Regions from separate parts of the Mus musculus genome. Here region 1 is linked to region 2. Evidence: chromatin contacts called from public promoter capture Hi-C data. All regions are on one chromosome and are shown on one strand. The core of a region is the stretch at or near the end of the contact, and the rest is flanking DNA. Distances in the headings are between cores, read along the strand shown. Region 1 has its middle 65 kb from the start of Gm36565. Region 2 holds the start of Igfbp3 (insulin-like growth factor binding protein 3).

What was found. Promoter capture Hi-C pulls out the DNA fragments that hold promoters and counts their contacts.
Region 1: a contact with region 2 is called in a promoter capture Hi-C map of the 3T3-L1 cell line, with 3 times the contacts expected there. The contact joins the enhancer-like site here to the promoter of Igfbp3 in region 2. A contact is called at or near these places in 6 of 39 promoter capture datasets (the 3T3-L1 cell line, embryonic stem cells, liver and 1 more), 6 of 484 Hi-C or Micro-C datasets (adipose-derived mesenchymal stem cells, brain, cortical neurons and 3 more), 2 of 115 datasets of contacts at active chromatin or transcription factors (both in embryonic stem cells) and 2 of 9 other capture datasets (adipose tissue and embryonic stem cells).

What each region holds. Positions count from the first base shown.
Region 1 is chr11:7,279,177-7,284,436 of GRCm38.p6, reverse strand. No RefSeq gene overlaps it. Among named protein-coding and RNA genes, the nearest start is that of Gm36565, 65 kb to the right of the region's middle. Within about 2 kb of position 2,591, at least 18 of the 459 cell types and tissues checked have an H3K27ac peak or open chromatin away from gene starts, as enhancers often do.
Region 2 is chr11:7,210,424-7,215,503 of GRCm38.p6, reverse strand. Igfbp3 (insulin-like growth factor binding protein 3) reads left to right here and starts at 1,581. Exons shown (of 5, transcript NM_008343.2): 1 at 1,581-2,119. The coding sequence starts at 1,714.

The DNA.
Region 1 (5,260 bases), core at 1,342-3,841, 68 kb before region 2:
ACCAAAACAGTGGCTTTCATAGGCCAGACACATAATTCTCGTCAGGAAGCTGGGGCAGGAGGGTTATAAGTTCAGTGGCACCTGGGATATATGACAAATTTAAGCCTAGCCTGGATTAAGAACTGAGACTCTATTTCAAAAACAAAACAAACAAGATAACAGTGATTTCTAGATAGTGTGCACTGCTACGTGGAGGGGATGTCGCAAAAAGATGGTTGAGCGAGTTTCCCATCCTTGAACCATGTGGGGAAGACTAACTGAAAGCCAGAGCAGCCTAGAAGGTCTTATATCTGCAGTCAGGAGTTTCAGAGAGCTCGCAACCAGGCATGATGCACTGGGCTAGTGTGCCAGATGTTTTGCTATCCCTCTGTCCCACAGCTAGGAGAGCAATAAAAATGATTCCCTTAATCCCTACCACACAGTTCTTCCTGTTCACTGTGTGGTGTTCATAAGCACCACATAGAGTTTGGCCAGAGAAGCAAATGCAGGTTGCTCAGACCCCATAGAGAAGTGGTTCTCAACCTTAATGTTTCCTTAATGCTTCGACCCTTTAATATAGTTCCTCATGTTGTGGTGATCCCCAGCCATAAACTAATTTAGTTGCTAATCCATAACTTTTATTTTGCTACCATTATGAATTATAATGTAAATATCTGATATGAAGATATTTGATATTTGACACCCGCAAGGGGCCACAACCTATGTATTAGGAACCACCACCATAGAATCCTCATCTACAGCCCTCCTCTCCTACACATGCTGGATCCCAGACCCAGGCAAGCCCTGACAGGACCATTTCTGAGCCGTAACACCAATCCCCCATCTCTGCTGTTACTGCTGAGTCTGACCCTAGCCATAGGCTTCCGATCCATTGCAGCAGCCTCCCACTAAGCCTCTGCTCCTATGCTGAGGACCATTTCCCACAAAGCACCAGGGCAATGGTACTAAAAGCTTTGTACTTCGTTCAACAAAATCTACATTCTAAATGTAGGGCACATACTCTCATGCATTTCTGTTTGTTTTTCTGACTCCACCTACTTGGACCTGTTCTTTCCTCAGACCTAGGGTTTCCTCAAAATGTGAAATCTGGAAGAAAAGCTTCACCGACACCAGGCTAGCCGGTTACAAACACAGATTCCTTGGCCCTACCCTGACCTCTGGAATCAGATTTTCCATGGTCAGGGCTCCAATGGCTGCAGGATGAGCTGATCTAAGCCACATTTCTTCTGAGTGGATCCCTTACTCAGGAGCTTTGGCATCACGCTTGCCTACATTTGCAATGCATGTGCTCCTGAGTCACCTCTGCTGTGGGAAACACTTGCCTGCTTTCTGTTTCTCTTCTGCCCTTTCTTATTCAGTGAATATGCAAAGTAAATAGAAACAGGGTATCAGGCCTGCTTGACAGTTTCCAAAACCAGGTCCCCTTCTATACACCATTGAACACATGGCCTAGTACAGAACGTTTGTGCTCCCACTAACAACACGTGGAAACTTTTCTCCACATCACAGATAAGAAAAGTGATGGGCTAGATTTGGTTACCAAAGTCAAGGCATTAGGAAAGCTAGAGCCTGCTAAGCCACTGCTGTCTTACTTAGGATTTCTATTGCTGTGAAGCAAAACCTTATAAGGTTGGCTGCCTTACACCACAGAAGTGTCACCTACTGTCATCATGATGGTAAGTATGCTGGCAGGCAAGCAGACACAGCACTGATAAAAGTAGCTGAGCATTCTACATCCAGATCAGCAGGCGGCAAGAAGAGAGAATGACACTGGGCCTGGCTTAAGCATCTGAAACCTCAAAAGCCATCCCCGGTGACACACGTCCTACAACAAGGCCACACCCACTACAACAAGGACGTACCTCCTATTAATGGCACTCTCTGTGACCCTGTGGGGGCCATTTCATATCCAAACTACCACATCTCCTGGAAAAGCTGCTTTGAACAGCACCTTACTCTCTAGCTAGACCCAAGGCAGTGTCATAAAATGGGACTTACACAGACACTCTCCTTCATGGCTGGCTGAGGTCCAGAGCTGGAGATGTGCACATGACAGACACTAGCAGGTGACAACCACCTGTGCCTGTCTATTAGTGCATCTGACTTGAGTGGCTGGCCATGACATTCATATTTGGTAAGAACTACGGTTTGTGTTTAAGTTCTTGAAAATACAGAAGAAAATGGGAAGAACACCTTATGAGAGGGTGTATAATAATTGCCTGGACTTGACCTTGGCACTCAGATGACCTAGGAGTACGGCCTAAAAGGTTTTGAACAGTTTTAAGCTTTGATCACTCTGTGATGTGTAACTTGGGCTGATTTTTCCATTTTTAACATTCCTCTGCATCCTGCACTTTTTCAGCTACAATTTTCCTTTCTTAACTTTAAAAGCATTGACTTTTTTTTTTTTTTTTTGCCTAAACCAAAATCTTTCTGAGAATTACTTAAGGAGCAACAATTGTGCTCTGGGAACTTGCCATATCCAGGGTTGCAGACTTTGGGGAGTAATCCTAATTCCCTGTATAGACTTCTCTTTGGTTGTTTGAAGTCTATGCTTGCATTCTGCACTAATGGCTTGAAACCCGAGACTCCAGTGACTGCAAAGCTATTGTTCCCACACTCAAGGATTTCAAATTCAGAACAGCTGGAACCCAACTGCCTCTCCATAGTCTTCCTTTTGCATTATCTTCATTTATTTCTGGGACCAACTGACTAGATGCTTTTCTCTTTTATAATTGAATATAAGTAAACAAAAAACTAATAATTAGCGGTGCCAACAGGGACTAAAATTTAACAGGACACTTTTATCTAATTGTGGCTCAGGAAGCCACATACTGTGGCTGTGATGCATTGATCTGTCGCTTACTTCTCCTGTGTCATTTCAGAGACCCCCAAACACCCTACAAAGCATATGTAGAAAAAAAAATTATATACACAGTTAGCTAATAAAATCAACTTTTCGTGATGTTATGTGGCTTGACCAAAAAAAGAAAAGACACCAATTGCCTATGTTTGGGATTTCACTTAGAGATCTGATGTGCCACGTCGAGAGGATCAGTGAACACTGGGACCTCTGCCGTCTACCTTCTCTCTAGTCACACCCAGTTCGTAAGCCCAGGAGAGTTTTCTCCTTGTGCTCATCATATCTCGTGCCCCAGCAGCAAGTGTGGCCTTCAGGGGACAGCCAGGAGCATCTGGAGGTATGGCTCTAGCGCTGCAAGGACCCTCACTGGCTGTTCCCTCACTGGCCCTGCCAGTTGGACAAATGCTTAGAGAACTGAAGCTGCAACATGAAGAACTCTGTCCAGGATGCTCTGAGCTTCTGTTACTGCTCACAATGTCAACAGAAACTACATCCCTGGGTTCGTTCCCTGACTTGTACCAGGCCTTTGGTCTTTCTCACCTCCTTCTTTTAGTCTCAGCCTCAAGCTTTCTTCAGATGGATTTAATCATCTCAGAGGATTTAGAGCTAGCCTAGTCTCCTTGGCAACCCCTAAAGCAACTTGCATCACTTGACATCTGGTGGCATTTCTGTCTCTAGTGACAGACATGTTATCTGGCTCTTCTCATCCCCTGCCTCAGTCTCCCTAAGCTGTAAGCTTATGTTTCCTTTTCTTATTAAGCTCAGTCCCCCTGACTCCCCTAAGGGAATCTGAGTCATATCTGGGGTCGCACTTGATATCTTTTCTCTTCTCATGATATCTCTGCAATTACATTCATCACCCAAAGAACTTGGTCCAATGGAAGTAACCCAGCAAAGGTTCATTTGAACAGCAGCCCCTGCCCTGGCGCAGTGATAAGATGGTGTCTCCCTTGTCTCTCTGTGATTCACTGGAGCTCCAGAACCACTTCCTCAACAGAACAGAGCAGAACTTAGGATACAGAACAAAAATGGGGGAGGGGGGCGTGGCAAACACAGAAGTGAACCTATCATAATGAAAGTTACTTCTGTGTATGAAGTTAAGCTACAGTTCCAACAAATGGGTCGAAACTTGAGTCTGAAGTCTCTGACTTGTACCAGAAAAAAAAAAAAAAAAGTTCTGAACATGCTCTGGACAGACAAAGCATGTTCCAAGAGAGGTATGATTTTCCAGAATCCAGAGAGAATGAAGAGAGGAGGTCAAAGGGCCTGCCACAGCCTGTCAGAAAACGTTGACAGGTTGAATGTTCCAGCCATTCAATAGGAACAAAGGAAAGAGCTTTTTATGTCACAAGAGAGTAGTGAAAACATTTAGCATGGGGGGGGGGAGGTTTCACCTTTGGAAAGCATGTTCTTTTGGCTTGCAAACTTCCAATATCTTCTGAATTGGAGAACACAAAATGAGAAGGGGTGCCCCCTAGAGGTCAGACAGATGGACTTCACACTTCAAAAAAATGTGTGAAATGACACCATGAGACGTGGTTAGAGAAGTATGTTTCAAACAAATAGGCACATCTTTTTTAGTTTTATAAAAGTCATAAAGGATGAAGCCAAAACAGTGCTTTGAGGAAAACTGGTAGCATCCCAAATACATTAAACAACAACACTAAACATCTCATGTCCACTTCATGAAAAGAGCAATTGAGCAACACGAGCCAAAAGCAAGCAGCAGAAGGGGCATAATGATTAGACCAGGAGTCAGTGGATCTCACCGCCTTAAAAATGTGCAACTGAATCAGAAGCTGATTGTCAAGGCAGACATGGTGGCATATGCCATACCTTTAATCCTAGCAAGGGAAGGCAAATCTATGTGTTCAAGGCTAGCCTGGTCTACACAGTGTGTTCCAGGATAGCTAGTGATATGTAGTAAGATTCTGTACCAACCACTCCACCAACAGGAAAAAAAATGTTGACTATTAATGTCTACCTTTCCTGAGATCCCACGTGGATCTTGAAACTGGAAGGAGCCTCTCCTTTTCCCCCAGAAGACTGCCTGCAACCCTCTCAGTCTCTCTTATGATACCGCACTGATCATGTTGCTAGGTAGGCTTCTATCCCTCCCTCGTTCCAGGCTGGATGCTCTGACCACATTCTTCAGGACCTTATCCTGAAGAGTGTCCTGGACTCTTCAAACAATGCCCGGCTCATGAAACCAGTCCCTGGTAAAAGACTTGATCCAGCTTTACCCTTCTGTCTGTATCTTCTGAGCCCACCTGACCTCTAAAAAAGAACTTCTGACTACCTTTGGCTTGACCCCTCATCTGCCCACACCACTCAACTTACTGCCCCATTTGGAGAGTCCTCTAGCTGCCACACCATACAACCAGGTAAGAGACCTAC
Region 2 (5,080 bases), core at 332-2,831:
GTACATAGGGAAAAAAGAAGGAACAACTGGGACACTTTCTGGTAGACTGTGTTAACTCTAGCCACGACCTAAACTCTATGAGGAAGGAATAATGCAAAAACTGGGGGTGCTGTGTCTTGGCAGCTCTGGCCTTCACGGGTCTCATATTTTTTTCTTTGTAAAGGTCCAAAATTTTATCATTCTTATTTATAGTATCAAATAAGGGAGAACTAAATTTTACTAAAATTAAGACATAATTTTTTTAAAGGGGATATAAATTTGTAGAGAGAGCCACAGATACAGGGAGATGTAAAGACACACGGGTGGATGAATGTCCACTTCACCAGATAAGATATACATGATAGACGGAGGGATATGTGGGGGAAGTCGTCTTAATTTGCTTCCTGCATAAAATTGCACAGATCTCCCCAAAGACAATCTCCCCAGCCTATGGTAAACAACTCAAGAGTATCCAGGAAAGTCTCCTTCCAAGTCGGTCTCTCAAGTTCCCACCACTCATCCACGAATTGTTTTAAATAAATAAATAAACCGCGAAGTCTGTCGATTCAATTCTGGACCACCAGCGTCCTCTGTTGGTCACCTATAGGAGGAGCGTGCAGACTTTGGAGAGACTCGTACAAAAGAACTCAATAGCTGCGCTATTGCGCCTGGATTTCAAGTCAGAATGAACGGATTAGCAAGAACTCCAGTCTGCACTGGAGCACATCAGAAGTTGGTATAGGGGTCCAACGATGACTAAAACTCGTTGTGAACAGTATTCATTTTAAGGGCTGCTTGGCTACTAATCATGCATGCTTCAGTGTCTCAGTAGTTATTTTAACGCAGATGCGTCCGCTAAAAAGATTCTCCCAAACAAGAACTAGAGGAACTTCTCATCTTTAAAAAGAAAAAAACTGTCCTCACTCCTATCTGGGAAAGTGCAACGACGTATTTGAGTATTTTGAGTCCCTACCTCCTTGAAAAGCAAATCCTTTGCGCCCATAGCTGTCAGCGTGAGGTTGTGCGGTGCTGAGACTCTGGGAGCTAAAGTGGCCCGTGGTGCAGATTTAAACCTCGAGCTCTAAGGTTCTCCAGACCTCAAAGTGATCTGCGCGTTCTCGCTGGGAAATGCCTAATACAGCATACCCTACACGAGGAATTCCATTGCGGGAACTTTACAAAGTACACAGGCGCTGAATGGGTCCGGGCCAGCTTCCCAAACATAAACCATCCCTGGAAAGGCCAGCTTAGCCAGCCATCCAGGGGGAGGGGCTATAGGGTCCGGGACGCCAAATTGGCTGGGAGTCATTGAAGGAAGAGAAGACCAGAGTCCCTGGAGTGGCTGGGACTCTAGAGACGCAAGGTGGCCTGGAGCGCCTGTGGTTACCCGTGAAGAGGTGGCCCTGATACAGGGCGTGCGCACAGAGAGCAGGTGCCCGGTGAAGACGCGCGCAGCGCGCCCCCGTCCTCGTTCCCGCTTCGTCGGGAGGCGCGGGCCCCGGAGCGGAGCCTGCGCCGGCCCACCCCCCACCCTCGCCGTTCCGGGGCGTGTCCTCCGCCACCCCGGCTTCTATATATCGGCCTGCGCGCCCGGGCTGCCCAGATGCGAGCTTAGAGCGGCGACTGGGCGCTGAGGACCTGCTTGCTCGCTGCTCCCATCCCGCCGCCTCATCCCGCCGCCTCATCCCGCGTGCTCCACTCCGCTCCCCTCCACCGAGCCGTCCACCCGGCGCCATGCATCCCGCGCGCCCCGCGCTCTGGGCGGCTGCGCTCACTGCCCTCACTCTGCTCCGCGGACCGCCGGTGGCGCGAGCTGGCGCGGGCGCGGTGGGCGCGGGCCCCGTGGTGCGCTGCGAACCGTGCGACGCGCGTGCGCTGTCCCAGTGCGCGCCTCCGCCCACCGCGCCCGCGTGCACGGAGCTGGTGCGAGAGCCCGGCTGCGGCTGCTGCCTGACTTGCGCGCTGCGCGAAGGCGACGCGTGCGGCGTCTACACGGAGCGCTGTGGCACCGGCCTCCGCTGCCAGCCGCGGCCCGCGGAGCAGTACCCGCTGAGGGCGCTGCTGAATGGCCGCGGGTTCTGCGCCAACGCCAGCGCTGCAGGCAGCCTAAGCACCTACCTCCCCTCCCAACCTGCTCCAGGTAAGCTGTCCCTGCCACGTGCGCCACGCGCAACTCCCTGGGACCCGACGAGGGTGGCAGGGAGTGTATCTTCAGATGTTTGTCTTGGCTCATATTGAAGGTTGGAAAATGGACCCTGGGAGGCGGAGTGAGGCACTGAACCCATTTTTCCTCTTGCTTGGTTCTCAAAGTACAGCTTTTCTTATAAGTTGCAAAATGCGCTCTGTGAAAATAGGTAGAATTCAGTGCCAGGACGAGCGGGTAGCAAGGGAGACTGCCAGTGGACAGATCCCAGTCACTGGAGAGTCTCCTCGCTGAGCGGGGATACCCAGGTTTAGGTCTGTGTAACCCAGCTGTTGACCTGGGTTTTCATTCCTCATAAATTGGGAAGGAGCGCGTCTATCCCAGGGAAGCTTGAGTGTAGGAATCCCGGGTTGGATCCGGACCATGAAGGTATTTGCAGGCAGCCACGCTGTTGGAAACAGTACCTGTCTTGAAACATCCTATCATTTGCACGGGCTAATTGGCAACGCAGGATTGTGTCCCAATTTATCCAAAAACTAACGAGATGAAATTAAGAGCACTGGTGTCTTTGAAACTGTGAAACCTAAAGTTCAAAACTGCTCAGTGTCACCAGGAGCTGCAAAAAGGTTTGAGCCCGGTTCGGGCCCCATAGGCGCCATCCTATGCTCTGCAGCAGCGCCTTCCAGATTCAGAGACTGCATTTGGTGCAGAGGATGCAGACTCAGGCCGGTTCCCTGCCAAAGCAGAGACTAGAAATGCGAAGTACGACCCAGGAATGTTACTCTTTCTAATTCGACCTAGGTGCAGCAGCAGCAGCAGTGGGGACAGCGACAGCGCCAATGAGAAAAATGCAAACGTTTAACAGTTACCTCTCCTGCTGCAAGCCCTACCAAGCAGGCAGTCACTCTAAGGGCATCCTTCGTTCCTTTAAGGAAAAAACAAAACAAAACAGAAACATTTAAATGGATTTGGCAGCTGTTGCTCTAAATGGCCAGCATTCTTAGCTGTTGCTCTAAATGGCCAGCATTCCTAGCCAGTCTCGCTTAGTTATGTGAGTCAAGTTCTTGCCCTGAACATCTGAAGGCTAGAATTCTCCGGTTTCCCACACCAGGCTGGCAGATGGTGCAGATCGAGCCCCCAGGACCAGGGCTAGCTGGGTAGAGAGTCTCTTTATGATTTCTGTGGCTGCTGACCTACACTCCCGGGTACAGGCAAGTCCTGGTATGTTCATCCCCGAGAAGCATTGGATTCCTGGCAAAGCAAGATTCCAGTTGTTTCGCTGACTCAGACAAAGGCAAAATCATGCCATTTGCCTGTGTGTCTTTAACTTCTAGTGCGTTCTGTGGTATACCAAAAGCAATCTTAAGAAATACTAGCATTGCTATTTTGAGTTAAGCCTTAATGACCTCTATTAATAATCACCATTGAACACTGTAGTAAAAATTGATGTGAGCTTTAATTACAAAAGAGTTTGGAGGCTTCAATATCCATTGAAGGAAAAAATATAGTTCTGTGACACAATTCACAATTCCCTATTTAATAGTTCTATTGTAGTCAGCTATCTAAGGAGAACAAAGAGAAGGAAAAAAGGGACGTTTAAGAAATTACTCAGCTTCTTGGAAGATAAATACAAATACAATCATTTACATATTAGCATTTCCTTTGTCCCTGTACTTTCAAAAAAAAAAAAACCCACAAAGATTCAAGCAAATTGAAACCAAGTCTACAAATTGAATCATGGCTCTCCTCCGCCAGGTGCTAGTCTAGACCCGAGGAATTTTGCTTGCGGGGGCAAGAGGTCATTGAGGGTTTGCAGCCGAGTCTCAGGGAGCCGTTTGGTAGATGAGAAACTCAGGCTCCTTGGGCAAGAGGGCCTTCTGGGATCCTGCACGCCAGTTCCTCTGAGAGATGGGAGAAGCTGCGACCTCCGACGGTTTCTAGCAAACGAAGCATTAGCTCTTGGCCAGAGGCCCAGAGCTTCCTCGTGGGCAGGATGCCTCAGCCTGGCATTTCCTGAGAGGCCAAATCAAAAAAGAGAGGCCAGCTGGGGCCCTGAACTTTGCACCCAGACAGAATAAATTCAGAACCAGATGCCAACTGGGACTCCATGCTCAGAAAGCTATTAAAGCCCCTTTGTCAGGAGGGAAGGAATTCTATGGTCATGATCTGAAGCTTAAACCTAAAGCTGTAAAGCTCAGAGTTGAGAGTTGGGGGCCAATTATCTGGCCTTGGGTCCCCCCTGGGGCGGGGGGGATATCTTACTGCAAATGGAGTGGTCAGCCACAAATTTAGTCACATACTTAGATTCAATTAATCTGTTCACCTTCCAGCGTTCCTATCAGTTAGGACCGGCTCCCTTAGCACCTTGGGTTATGAAAGCTAGGAGGCTTTTCTTCCCGCCTCCCCTCTCCCCATCTTCAAGGATTGAATACACTTTAGCACCTAGAGGTCTAAGCTGTGGGTGATACGTTGGTGCTATCTGTATTCTGTGTGCTCCACTGCTGAAGGGGGAGAGGGTGCACCCAAGAAGATGCCCCTCCCACCCAAAACACAGACTCCACATGGACCTTGAAGTTGAAAGATGTACAAGCTCCTCAGAAATAAACTTCTCTAGCATGCCTGCTTATGGGTCCCAGAAGTGAGATATTTAACATGAAACCAGAGCAGGCGGATGACAGAATCCCCAGAACGGTGTGCTGTTGACAATGGGTAGAGAATGAAATATACTTTTCCCACACACCCCTCACCACCCCCACCCCCACCTCCCAACAGCTGTGCCCAGGGCTGAAGCACATTTGGAGTCCTGTTTTCTGGTCAGCTTCACAGCAGCATCCCATGGGGCGTGACTGCCCCCTGCTGGTAGCAGGCGGAGCCTGCTGCTTTCTCCTCTATGGAAGGGCTTGGAGCTAGCTGTCTCATAAACACATTCCACAGAGTGACTTTCAAATTGATGGCTTC